Linked DNA regions of Callithrix jacchus: region 1 is linked to region 2. The links are chromatin contacts, called in public Hi-C maps. All regions are on one chromosome and are shown on one strand. Each heading gives the region's core, a stretch centred on a gene start, on an enhancer-like site or on the middle of the called end of the contact. The rest is flanking DNA. Distances are from core to core; before and after follow the strand shown. Region 1 overlaps ATP2B4 (ATPase plasma membrane Ca2+ transporting 4). Region 2 has its middle 12 kb from the start of OPTC.

The links. A called contact is a pair of places that touch in the nucleus more often than the background predicts.
Region 1: a contact with region 2 is called in a Hi-C map of skeletal muscle, with 5 times the contacts expected there. The contact joins two enhancer-like sites. A contact is called at or near these places in 3 of 3 Hi-C or Micro-C datasets (induced pluripotent stem cells and skeletal muscle).

What each region holds. Positions count from the first base shown.
Region 1 is chr19:30,759,080-30,762,181 of calJac240_pri, forward strand. All of the region lies in intron 2 of ATP2B4 (ATPase plasma membrane Ca2+ transporting 4), which reads left to right. It also overlaps the pseudogene LOC118149533. Among named protein-coding and RNA genes, the nearest start is that of LAX1, 68 kb to the right of the region's middle. Within about 2 kb of position 1,597, at least 4 of the 16 cell types and tissues checked have an H3K27ac peak or open chromatin away from gene starts, as enhancers often do. A contact at or near this core is called in skeletal muscle, where this site is marked.
Region 2 is chr19:30,557,727-30,560,631 of calJac240_pri, forward strand. No RefSeq gene overlaps it. Among named protein-coding and RNA genes, the nearest start is that of OPTC, 12 kb to the left of the region's middle. Within about 2 kb of position 1,390, at least 1 of the 16 cell types and tissues checked has an H3K27ac peak or open chromatin away from gene starts, as enhancers often do. A contact at or near this core is called in skeletal muscle, where this site is marked.

The DNA of each region.
Region 1 (3,102 bases), core at 347-2,846, 200 kb after region 2:
CTTGGGTCTCCTTGAACTCAATCTCCAACTGTTGCAGGATGGAAACAGCAAATGTGGCTGTCTTGCCAGTACCCGACTGAGCTTGAGCAATCACATCATACCCTTTAATAGAGGGAATAAGAGCTCTCTGCTGAATAGCGGAAGGCTTCTCAAAACCGTAAGCATAGTTGCCCCGAAGAAGAGACTCCTTTCAATTCATATCATCAGAGTTATCAACAATCTCATTCCAGTTGCTCTCGATGACAACATTGAGGTCCATTCCCTCCGGGCCACCATGTTCTCTGTTATAATCTGCGGAGCCACCGGACATGATCCAATAAACCCACTCAGCGCCCGACTGAAAAAGTGGCAGTGGCATGTTTTACCAAGAATTGTCCTTTTTGCCACAAGCTGAGATACACTGGGATTGGGCTCTTCCTCAGTTTGGCAGATTGACATTTCTTGTAGTATTGCCAACCTGGAAAAAACTAAGTACATATCCCAAACAAATGTTCACCTACAAGACTGCTGCCTTATTATTAACATGTCTAATGCTAGTATTTACATAATAAGATAGGCAAACATAGATATGAATGAGGTAGGCTGGACACGGTGTCTCACGCCTGTAATCCCAGCACTTTGGGAGGCCGAGGTGGACGGATCATAAGGTCAGGAGATCAAGACCATCCTGGCTAACACAGTGAAACCCCGTCTCTATTAAAAATACAAAAATTAGCCAGACGTGGCAGTGGGCACCTGTAGTCCCAGCTACTCAGTAGACTGAGGCAGAAGAATTGCTTGAATCCTAGAGGCCGAGGTTGCCGTGAGCCATGATCACTCCGTTGCACTCCAGCCTGGGCGACAGAGAGGGGCTCTGTCAAAAAAAAAAAAGAGAGAAGTGAAGAAGTGGGTGAGGTAATACAGAACGGTGTAATATTTTCCTCACACTGTAACAGATGGATGCATGTCCCCCGCCAGAGACCACTGCTCTAAAGAACAGTAGTGTTAGGGGATGTGGAGGACTAGGCGAGTGAAAATGGAATGGAACAGATGTGAGAGGAAGATGGGCAACTGGCTTCTTTGAGGTTTTCTTCCCTATCTTTAGAGCTTACAGTCTGTTCTGGAATATCAGTTTTTAGAAGCTTGTCCATTTAACGTTAGAAGAATAACTTCTGTTTTCCTCTTTCTTTGTTCCCTCTGCCTGTATCCTTGCCCCAACTCTACTAAGGATGCCACATAAGTGATCCTAATAACAATGATCTGGGCTTGGCCTCAGAGATTAACATTCTGTGGTCCGCTCTGCCCACAAAACTTTGGGCAGTTGTATTGGCACTAACTAGTTTAAGGTGTGAGAGAGACTCAAGCCAAAAGTGTCCTCCCTCTGTCCCTCCCCATCCCTCACCGCAGGGAACGCCACTTGGCATCCTGGATGTCTCAATACGCTTTGGCGTGTAGGACCCTGTCTGGTTTGAGTTTCTTGCCTATGGCTGAATCGGTCCTCTTGAAGGCTGGGGGCTTTCTCTTCCTAGCCCCACCCAGGCTCTGCCAGTTCTTTTCTATTTAGCCCTCCTTGCCTAGAGCTAGGTTTCTGGGTTCACTGGCATAATGCTGCCCAGCTGGGGTCAGAGGGGTCTTTATGAGGAGAGTGGCTAAGGCTTCCCCAACATGAGAGCCCTTCCTGCTTTCTCTCCTGGGGCTCTTTATGCTCCATTCCTTTGACAACTCAGCAGCAACACTTGCAATTTTTGGGGGGTCTGGTTTGGTTTTTAACCTTCTCATTCTTGCTTTGCATTGAACCATTAGCTGGTGGTGGGAAGAAAGATAGCATTCCCTCTGGGTGAAGCAGATACTGCATCTACTGAAAGAGGAGCTTTCATTCTTGTTCTTTAGCTCCAAGGTGGGACTATAACGCTGGATGGAAGCACATTCATGAAGTGCAGAAGGTGGCAGAGTGGCAGAGCAGAAAGCTAAGTGGAGCACACTAGGGAGACTTTTTTCCCTGGGCCACAGTTGCTGTTTTCAAAAAAAGGCAAAGCTCGGGGTGGGTTAAAGGGAATCATGCCCTGAGGAAGCAGCCCACCCCGAGAAGGGATTTTTTAACCAGAAGGAGGAAAGCAGCATTGTTCCCCAAGTTCATCATCCTCTGGCTGTGACCTTGAATCGACTGCTTTATCTCTAGGAGCCGGAAGTCTAGCAGATAGAGAGCAAATCTCCAAGCCGCGGTGTGTTAAACTGGAGATGCTGAAGTAGGGAGACTCCTGTATACTTGGAAGAGTAGCATCTGCTTATTAGTCAGAGATGGCTCAGTCTTGCATGGCCCTATTTGGATTTTAAGCCACTCCTCCCCCTTATTCCCCAAATCCAGGGTTGTTGGGGTTTTTTTTTAATTAATGTAAACCTTTTTTTTTTTTTTTTTTGAGACAAGGTCTTGCTCTGTTGCCCAGGCTGGAATGCAGTAACAAAATCACAGCTTACTGTAGCCTCAACCTCCTGGGCTCAGGCAATCCTCCTGCCTCAACCTCTCAAGTAGCTGGGACCACAGATATATGCCATCATGTCCCGCTAATTTTTTTTAATTACTTGTAGAGACAGAATCTTTCTGTGTTGCCCAGGCTGGTCTTGAACTCCTGAGCTCAAGCTATCCTCCCACCTTGGCCTTCCAAAGTGCTGGGATTATAGGCATGAGCCACCAAACCAAGCCCAAATCCAGGGTTTTTAAGGATGGTCTTAAAAGGTGTTCTGCTCTCTGTTCTTCTCAAGTACCAAAAGATAACTGCCTTCAAATCAACCCAGAGAACATTCTCCCTGGTACTATCTGTGTGGGAGAAGATTCTTCTGCCTCCTTCGGCAAGGTATCACAACTCAGACAGCTGGAAAGTCCCTCCTGATGTCTACCTTAGCACCACCCTTTCTGGGGCTGAGCTGGTTCTGATAAGTGGTGCCTCTGCCCTTCCCTGCTGGAGCTAGGCCACTGAGGGCCGGGCTGGACTTCTACCAGGTCCTAGGTTCTGCAGACTCATGGCAGACACAAATGTTCCACTGCTGTTTATTCCATGTTCCCACCCAGCCTGGGCAGGCATCATGCAACTCCCCTGCGTGGGGTGGGGGTGATGACTTCACAGC
Region 2 (2,905 bases), core at 140-2,639:
TGGACCATGGTGTGCTCCGGGGCAGCTCTTCCAGCTCTTCCTTCAGTGACACCACATTGGTGGTTTCAAATTGGCCATGGCAGGGGCATTTACACTACAGAAGTTGGAATTTCCTTTTTTGAGAGCTGACTATAAAATCTTTGCCTGCCTGCCACTGAGGAGAAAGAATGGCTACTTAAACCAGCTCCCCCTACCCACACGCCATGCTACTGGGGCTGAGATGGGTAGGATTTCTAAGGGGCATTCCTTCACCTCCAGCTCTTCTGAGGCCAGGGCCTCCTGTTAGATTTGGAGGGAACCATCCATAAGGATGGAGAACTGAAAGATGCACCTCTTGTAGCACTTACCTACTCCCTGGCTCACTGGCAGTGTCTGAGCAAGGCTCAGCCCTCTGGTTCCTGGCCACTGGGGCGTCCATCCTTCCCATTCGCTCCTGCATGTTCCAACACCAGAGGGCAGCCTTGTGCAAAGATAAATAAAAATAGCAATTACTCACCTCTGCCTTTGGATCCAGGACAGGGGCTGCTATGCTGGGAGGATGGGAAGAAGGGCAACTGTCATGTAGCCAATGATTTGTTCCTTGAGTTAGAAGGGAGAGGAGACGCCACCCTTTCCCTGCCCCTTATAAGGAGGCTTTGGGCAAGGGGGATGTGACGGATGGGTGCTTGGCCTCAGGCCCCATGCTAAGGCATGAGAGAGGTATGAGGCAGGGAATTCACTTACCCACGCAGCAGGGTCTTATGGAGACTGCCACATGGTGATACGATGGTGCACAACGAAACATAGTCCTTTCCTCATAGAGCTTAGAGTGTAGTGCAAAAGGCAGGTGTTAAATAATCACACCAATAACCACGCTGTTCAACTTATAAAAGTGCTGCGATGGGAAGGTACAGAATGCTGTGCATGCTTATAAGAGGAGAACCCAGCTTAGGGGTCCAGAAGATCTTGCAGAACTGACGTTTAAGCCGAAACCCAAAGGAGTGGTAGTTAGCCAGGCGATAAGTTGCCAAGGCAATTATTCAAGGTCCCAGGCAGTCCCCGAGTCTGGAGGGACAGGTGTTTCTTGAGAGCCACATGGAAAGGAATCCATGTGCCTGCCTCCCCCACCTCTGTCTAGCACCTCACTGTGCCCTTGGATCCTCACGACCGTCCTGTAAGCAGCAAAGGCAGAAGTTACTCTTCACATTCTTCAGATGAAGAGACGGAGAACTAGAGACCAATCATGGACCCCAGCTCACACGGGTGACTCAGGGTTGGACCAGGACTCGACAACAGGCTACAGACTGGCAGTGGGAAGTCTTGAAGGTGGTAGGAGGTGCCTTCATGCCTTTGTGGTGCCCGTCCTCACTCCTAGGGAGTCTAGGATCCCAGTGCACGTGAACCTAGGGGAGGACAGGAAGGTAGTGAGCCAAGGGCTCCTTGCCTTTCAGAGCAGCAGGGCTGTCACTGGCCCTTCTCCTCCTTTGCCTCCTCTTTCCATCTCTGTTACAGCAGAATCTGTGTGTGTGTGTGTGTGTGTGTGTGTATGAAAGTGAGTGTGTGTGTGTGAAAGTGAGAGTGTGAGAATGTGTGAGTGTGTGTGAAAGTGTGTGTGAAAGTGAGAGTGTGTGTGAGTGTATGTGTGAAAGTAAGTGTGTGAGTGTGTGTATGTGTGTAAAAGTGTGTGTGAGTGTGTGTGAAAGTGAGAGAGTGTGTGTATGTGTGTGTGAAAGTGAAGTGTGAGTGTGTGTATGTGAGTGTATGAATGTGTGTGAGTATATCTGTGTGTGAAAGTGAGTGTGTGAAAGTGAGTGAGTGTGTGTAAGTGTGTGAGTGTGTGAAAGTGTGTATGTGGGTGTGTGAAAGTGTGTGTGCACGTGTGTGAAAGTGTGAGAGTGTGTGTATGTGTGAAAGTGAGTGTGAGAGTGTGTGAGTGTGTGTGAAAGTGAGTGTGTGTGAAAGTGAGTGTGTGTGTGAAAGTGTGTGCGCGTGTGTTTGTGCAAGTGTGTGAGAGTATGTGTATGTGTGTGAAAGTGAGTGTGAGTGTGTATGTGTGTGAGTGTATGAAAGTGTGTGTGAGTGTGAGTGTGTGTGTAAAGGTGAGAGTGTGTGTGAAAGTGAGTGTGAGAGTGTGAGTGTGTATGTGTGTGTATGAAAGTGTATGTGTGAGTGTGTGAGTAAAGGTGAGAGTGTGTGTATGTGTGTGAAAGTGAGAGTGTGTGTGTATGTGTGTGTATGAAAGTGTGTGTGTATGTGTGTGTAAAGGTGAGAGAGTGTGTGTGAAAGTGAGTGTGAGAGTGTGTGTGTGAAAGTGTGTGTGTGAGTGTGTGTGTGTGTCTGTACTCTCCCTCTCCCCCTTTCTGTTTCATCCACCAATCCTATCCTGTTCCATAACCAGCATCCCATTCCATATCCTGCCTTATTGGATTAGGACAAGGCCTAGGCATGCAACAGCTGAAAGCCTCAAGTTCCCCAACTGCAAGAGACCCTGGATTGAGGAACACTATTTTTTTTTAAATCCAATAAAAAAAAAATTAGGTTTTCCAGAACTGGGCTTTTGGGATCTGGAAGCCACATCATTGCCACACGCCTCTTGGTCACTCTTTGCTGAGTACAGGAAGTAGTCTGGCTCCTGCTCTATTGTGTGGCAGGGGATCTAACAATCCCTGGACTCCTGGAGTTTGCCAGACCTATCACAGACGCTTTTCTGTGCATCCACTCATTTAATTCCAGCAATGACCCTGGAGAGTAAGGATGCTCGTCTCCATACTGCAGATGAAGAAACGAGCTTCTGAAATGGGAGTGCCCCAATCCAAACATCGAGAGAGTGGCAGAGCTAGGATTCAACCCCAGGTCCATCTACAGAGCCTGCAGTCCTGCTCTCTGTCACACTCCAATGCAGACATCACTTTCAAGTTCCAATGAA